2 separate regions of the Mus musculus genome follow, and region 2 is linked to region 1. Evidence: chromatin contacts called from public Hi-C data. All regions are on one chromosome and are shown on one strand. Each heading gives the region's core, a stretch centred on a gene start, on an enhancer-like site or on the middle of the called end of the contact. The rest is flanking DNA. Distances are from core to core; before and after follow the strand shown.

Region 1 (3,392 bases), core at 294-2,793:
AAGAATAAATAGTGTGTCCTAACTGGGCTGAGGATTGGGGTTCACGAGGGGTTCAGATTCATGGAGTAGCTGGTATGCTCAGGAGTATGAGAGGGAGCCAGGCCTATTTTAACTGTAGAATGAGTTGAGCAAAGAGGGAAGAATGCTTAAAAGCAAAAGAGTAGAGGCACAAGAGGACCCCAGCATCTTGATCTGGGGTGTGAGCAGTGGTGCAGGCAAGGGGCCAGGTGATAGCTCCAGCTGCTTTACATAGTAGAGTTTGTTCTCACGATAGCAACTGTTAGGAGTCTTGGTCTCAGAGAAGGGTATTTGAACCTGTGCCAAGCAGTGTGAGTAAGGAGAAGTCAGGGAGAGATGGGGTTTGTCTACTGTCTTGGTATAGGTCCATGGGTATAGTGACCAACTACAGTGATTGTGGCAACAATGATAGTAATCCAGCGCTGATTAGCATAGAATCATGATAATTCTGATCCAGGGAATTGGCTGGAATGTAGGGATGGAAGAGGCAGATGTTCCATCTATGCATAGAGTCAGCTAGGTGAGACAAGAGAGGGAACCCTTGGAGGAACACTAGCCTTTAACTGTAGAGAAGAGGGGTAGAGGGGAGGAGACAGTCCTGCAGTTCAGATGAAATTTCTCAGAAGAATTATAGGATGGAAGCCACAGAAAACACATGGGACAAAAGTGAGAAAGGTCAAAGAGAACTTAGTGAGTGCCCTTAGTGAGGAGAATTTGGGCCAGTTGTGCATTTCCCAAAAGTAGCTCAACGAGTTGCAGGCAGAAACCAGACTGCCACGGAAACCAGACTGATGATCAGGGAATGGGAGGGTAGCCATGAGGGAGGATGGACAAGTCAGATGGCATGGGAACATGAGCTGAGAGTTGCTGGCTGAAGGGGAGATTTCCAGGCTGATACTTTAGGATGAGAATAGTTAAGAAGTAGGAAGGAGGCCAGGCGTGGTGACACATGCCTTTAACTGCAGAAGCTGGAGGATCTCTCAGTTGGAGGCCAGCCTGGCCTACAGAGGGATTTCCAGGACAGCCGGGGCTACACAGAGAAACCCTGTCAAAAACTAAAATTACGGGAAATAGGAAGGACTGGAGAAAAATAGACTAAGCTAAGAAGAAACCTGGGAAGCAAGCAGGGTGGTTCTCCCTCTCTTTGGGTCTCTCTTCAGAAAGATTGGCCCAAAACAGAGCTTCCTGGACCCTTTAGCTTTTTTCTCCATCTTCACACCTCATCCCACAGATAGAATTGGCCTGGATTCTCTCCCTGAGGGGTCCTCAGCACGTTTTCCCCTAGGGTAGAGCAGTGTCCCAGCAGTATGGATGGAATGATGGTGTTGCCTTATTGGGGATGAGAAAGGGAGAGGAGCTATCAAGCAAGAGTTTTCTAAGAGGAAACATGGCAAGATCTGATGCTCAGCACCTCACTGTTTTAGGATACTGATTCACAGTAGCACAGCTGTTGTTCAGGGCAGGGATACAGAGCCTTTGTGGGAGGCTGTCCCTGCCACACTGACCAGTAGTGCTACCCCACCCAGGTCTCTGTGATACCCACATGTCCCCATACAGCTCCCAGGTGAGAAGCTGACTCAGATGTCAGCCACACTTCCCTCAGCGTTCCCACACTCGAGAGCTTTCGAGTTCACACAGGACATCTTCAGCTGCCTAAGACTTTTATTGTGGTCAGTAATGTTCCAGAACCCAACATAGAAATTAAAAGTATACTATAGAGAATTTGGACCAAAAAAGATGCCCAAGCCCCACTCTCAAATGTGCAGCCCTTCTTCCGGCTTTTTTTCTCTTTGTGTCTCCAAAAATACAGGTTAACTGTGCAAAGCGGTTTGTTTCTGTAAATAAAACCCAGCATTAATCTTATCTTCACTGTACTCTGACCACTGAAATTCAAAAATCGCATTGTGCTCCCTTCATTTACTGAGAGAAACAAAGAGGAGTCCAAGATTAAAAGGCCCTGGAACAGATAGACAAACGCTACTTTCTGTTTCTGGGTTTGGTCCCAGTGTTATTTTCTGCTTTGTTCTCTGTGTGTTGAAAGAGTCAGTGGCTCTTCTGTATGTAGAGCAGTCAACTGACATTCCGTTAACTTTCCTTCTGCATGGGGTTTCAGAAAGAAATGGAAAAAAAAAAAAACAGGTTTTGTGCTGTGGTTGCCAGTTGCCACCTGTCCTCCTATCTGGTTAGGACATTTTTCTGATTTGGGAAGTATAAATATAACCCAGAAAAAAAAAAAAAAAACAGCTTCCCTTCCTTTTATGCAAAAGTAGAAAGGTTTAAGTAGAGACACCAGGCTCTACCCATCACCCTTCAAGTTTGCACAGAAGCAGCTAAGCCCTGTGCAGATGCCTGCTGGGGGAGGGGAAGTGAGAAGCGTCCCTCCTCAGGCCCTGAGTGGTTGAGTTCCAGCTTCTGACCTCTACCAGAGGAGCTCAACAGAGCACAGATCTGCTCAGAATCTCAAACCTTTTGTTGGGCTTTATTTATTTATTTATTTATTTATTTATTTATTTATCTATCTATTTATTTATTTTGATATGAGAAACTTAGAAATAATTCAAAATGTATGCTCAGTTGGCAGGGAGTCAGCTGACCTCAATAGATCCATTCATGCTGCCAGACTGTTAATGAACAGCTTGAAGACCACCATGGTTCGAAGTATTGACACCACAGATACTTGGCCAATGCTACAAGTTAGGGCTTTTTTCGTTTTGTTTTAATTTGGTTTGGGATTTGAGAGCTGGCTTGATACAATTTTCATATCATGACACGGAAGTGTGGGGGGGTATTTTTTGGATAGCTATTTGTGCAGTAAAGGCCAATAATTGGCTCCCAGTGGCTCTCTGCCATTGGTATCACAAATGAGGCCTCCTGCAGCAACTGCCCTCTCCCTTGTCATGAAGAGAGAGGACTTGTGTTGAATCTGTCAGCTATGTTCCACCAGGATGGCAATAGACATCATGAGGTGACTCCCCTCGCTGCTCCCTGAACCCATGGTGACAATTTCTCAGTAAGACTTAGCAATATGCAAATGTGGAAGAGAATGATCAAAAGTTCACCTTACCATGGAGGGACCCCAGACTCTTGGAGGCCCTGAAGCACCCCACTTGCTGGAACGCACTTCTGTGGTAAAAAAGCCATTCATGCTACCTCTGTTAGGAGCAAGGTCAAGGCAGGCATCTCTGGCACAGGACTGGGGTGTGTCATTGGAAGGCTGGCTGCCAGGAGAGTACTTCCCCTACAGGGGATGTGGCTGCAGGCTGTCGATTTCCACTGAAGTCACCAAGCCAGGATTCCAGTGAAGCACTGAACGTCCAGCATCTTCCCCATCCAGCAGGGTATGAGGTGTGATCATGTGATCCATGGATGGCATC
Region 2 (3,392 bases), core at 469-2,968, 72 kb after region 1:
GTGAGATCCCATTTCAAAAAGTATACATGTAATATATATGTATATGCATGTTATATATTATATATAATATAAAATCAGAGAGATAATAGGCCTAGGACAACATAAGAGAACAGGGGGATAGTTAAAGTTTCAAGTAGGGATGGGAACAGGGTGATGGGGAGAAGGATGCATGAAGAAGCCTTATAGAAGTCCACTAATTTATAATCTAATTAAAGAATATAAAACACTTTCTAAAACTTTCTATGAAAAAAAAAAAACATTAAAGGAAGACATGATCACAAAGCCAGCTCTGCAGAGGATACTGGAAGGAACACTGTAGTCCAATAAACACAACTTACCGTCAAGTAAAAACAGTGTCAAGCTGGCTGTGGGGGCACACGCCCTTAATTGCAGTGCTCAGGAGGTAAAAGGTGGAGGATATCCCAGTTGGAGGCCATCCTGGTCTACAAAGAGAGCTTCAGGACAGGCAGAGCTACACAGAGAAACCCTGACTCAGGTGGGTAGGGGGGACAACAGTACCATTAGGATAAAGCAATTTATTTATGGAAAAGGGAACTCCAGGGAAATGCAACTAAAAAACATACAGGCACAGCTATTCTAATATTTGACAAAATGACATCAAACCAAATATAGTCAGATAAGGAAGGCCACTCCACACTCATTAAAGGGAAAAAAAAAAATCAACCAAGAGGCCACAACGCCAACCGCGTAGATCCGCAGTGCTCTCCACTTTCTTGGTTTATGCAGTGAGCAGTAGTGAATGCAGGCTCCCCTGCCAGTGCCAAGGATGATGAACTCTCAGGCTCAGCTGTGGATGAATCACTCACCTGCCTGAGCCTCCTCCGTCCCAGGCTCAGGGAACAGCACAGAAGAGTGAACAGAGAGAATGTAAGAGTTGTCGGCAGAGCTGGGAGATGTTGGCTTCTGGATACGCCACACACGGCAGCCAAACACATCAGCTCACAGCACCTGTGGACACCAGTGCAAGACCTGCACAAGAGTAAGCCAGTAAAAACTCCAGCATAAATGAGGAAGACATCCCCAAGATCCCATTAGCGGAGGAGTTATTAGAAGTTGATGGCTACTGTGGTAGGAACCCACTACAGACCCACACCCATTGCATTTGGACAGCATTAAGAGGACTCGGGGCTTGTCAATTTAAAAAAAAAAAAAAAAAGGAGTAGGGTGATGGGGTAAAGGCCTCTGGGGAGAGTGGAGGGAGGTATCAGTAGATAGATATGATTAAATGCATTATTTAAATGTATAAAATTTTGAAAGAATAAAATCATTTTTAAAAAGTTGTTATGAAGCCAGGCGTGGTGGCACACGCCTTTAATCCCAGGACTCGGGAGGCAGAGGTAGGTGGATTTCTGAGTTCGAGGCCAGCCTGGTGAGTGAGTTCCAGGACAGCCAGGGCTATACAGGGAAACCCTGTCTCGAAAAAGAAAAACAAACAAAAAACAACAACAACAACAACAACAAAGTTATGAGTTTTAAAGGACCTAAACTCACTGTTAAAATACGAAAAAGACTCTCAAACCTGAGCTTTTTCAGCAAATCAATAGACTGAAAATTTCTAACATCTAGGTTGGAATTCCTTGCAAGGGTACCTACCAAAACTCAAACTTTTTTCCACAGAAGGATAGAGTCCCTGGCCGAGCGCCGGGGAAAATCTGAGAGGCGCTCGCCCCCTAGTGGCAACAGAAGGCAAGATAGGGAAGCCGATTTCACTGGTCTTAAAGGGAGCTTGGGAATGCAGCGCGGCCTTTTAAGGCCAGGCACAGGCTTACCACCTAGTTAAATATGCTTTGTGAGAGTCCTTTACTTGTGGGTTAGTTTTGAAATTAAAACCTTGCTTTTGAAATTGACCTTAAGAACTCAACAACTGGGCCTACTGAAACCAGTTCTTGTATAAACACTGTTAATGCCAGGCCCACAGGGACTGTGGGGAAGCCCAGAACCCTCTAGCTGCTCCTATGGACACTCCTGACCTCTGCTGGTCAGAGCAGGTGGAGCCTGCCTATCTCAAAAACCTAGCTCAGAATGCAGTCTGAGATTCTAAGAGCTGGCTGCTCACCACACTGGCCAGTGACACTGACCAACTCATGAGTGAGTATGACAGAAAATGACGGGATGTTAACAGATCTGGGCTCAAATCCCAAGGGAGCAAATCTGAGCTTCGGTGAGCTGTCAGAGGGCTTCATTACTCTCCGTGGCTGTAGTAGAAGGGCATCTTCTGTCTCTGGGGTGGCTGTAGGGGAAAACGAAATGCAAAGGTGTATCAATTCACAGCGCAGTGCACAGGACTCTCTTCACCCCAAACACACACACACCCTCAGCACTGTTTAGAGCCTGCCATCTCGTTATCCAGACTAACTTCACCGTGAGACCAACCCAGAGAGTTATGAGGAAGATGAACATCCACTTGGAGTATATGATGCCGACCCGTGTGCTATAAGCGTTTTAATGTCATTTCTCTGTGAAAAAAAGTTTAACCCCTAGTTGGGTTTGTGCGTTTTTTGAATAGGCACCTAAATTACCACTAACCGTTCAGCTCTGTGTTTACCAATTATGTTTGTAAGCTAGAAAACCCCAAATATCCTTCAAATGTGCATGGATTAAAAACAACAACCAAAAAGTCCACTGTGTTATGTGCATATCATGGATACTAAAAAAAGAAAGGAAAAAACCCTAATATTTGCACCAACATAGTAAGTAATTGCATTCCCTTGATGAAATCAACTAAGAGGTTGCAATATGTGGTTTATGAAAACTCTAGCAAATGCAAACTAACATTTATGTTAAAAAGCAATTCAGTAGTTGTCCGGTGTTGCTTGAGAGTCAGGTGCAGTGAGTAGAAAGAATTACAAAAGAAGTCAAAGGTGTTTTCTGACTTGAGACGCATACTGTGGTGATGTAATTGTTAGCTTGACTCGATTTAGAATCATTTAGATTAATGATGAACACTTCCTGGTGCATCTGTGAAGGCATGCTCGAGATATGAACAAAGACGGCTCAAGCTACCCTGAATGGCAGATGGATAGGCTGGGGCCAGGGTGGAATAAAGGGGGCAAGGAGAACGTCCATTGCTTTCCAGGGATTCCTTCTCTGTTTCCTGGCCACAAGATGACTGACCTGCTCTTCACCCTGTCCTCACTGCCTCGATGGACTGAGGCTTCTGAAACTATTACCAAGATAAATCTTTCCTGCTCAGGTATCTGGTCGCAGTGACAGGAAGTCTGGTGTGTGTGTGTGTGTGTGTGTGTGTGTGTGTGTGTGTGTGTGTGAATAAAAATTCCTACAAAAGAAATCCTAGGGGGAAAAGTCTTCAAAGGCTGATTGACTGGATAGTGGTGTGAAGAAATTGGACTGTTGCTCTTTGTAAATGCTGA

Evidence for each region. Hi-C and Micro-C count contacts between places; a contact is called where the count stands out from the background.
Region 2: a Hi-C map of bone marrow-derived macrophages shows a contact between it and region 1, with 2.2 times the contacts expected there. The contact joins two enhancer-like sites. A contact is called at or near these places in 7 of 39 promoter capture datasets (the 3T3-L1 cell line, 3T3-L1-derived adipocytes, embryonic stem cells and 3 more), 1 of 484 Hi-C or Micro-C datasets (bone marrow-derived macrophages) and 2 of 115 datasets of contacts at active chromatin or transcription factors (CD8 T cells and embryonic stem cells).

The regions. Positions count from the first base shown.
Region 1 is chr11:11,714,593-11,717,984 of GRCm38.p6, forward strand. The region is part of intron 3 of Ikzf1 (IKAROS family zinc finger 1); the gene reads left to right. Among named protein-coding and RNA genes, the nearest start is that of Ikzf1, 30 kb to the left of the region's middle. Within about 2 kb of position 1,544, at least 37 of the 459 cell types and tissues checked have an H3K27ac peak or open chromatin away from gene starts, as enhancers often do. A contact at or near this core is called in CD8 T cells and bone marrow-derived macrophages, where this site is marked.
Region 2 is chr11:11,786,908-11,790,299 of GRCm38.p6, forward strand. No RefSeq gene overlaps it. Among named protein-coding and RNA genes, the nearest start is that of Fignl1, 20 kb to the right of the region's middle. Within about 2 kb of position 1,719, at least 85 of the 459 cell types and tissues checked have an H3K27ac peak or open chromatin away from gene starts, as enhancers often do. A contact at or near this core is called in CD8 T cells and bone marrow-derived macrophages, where this site is marked.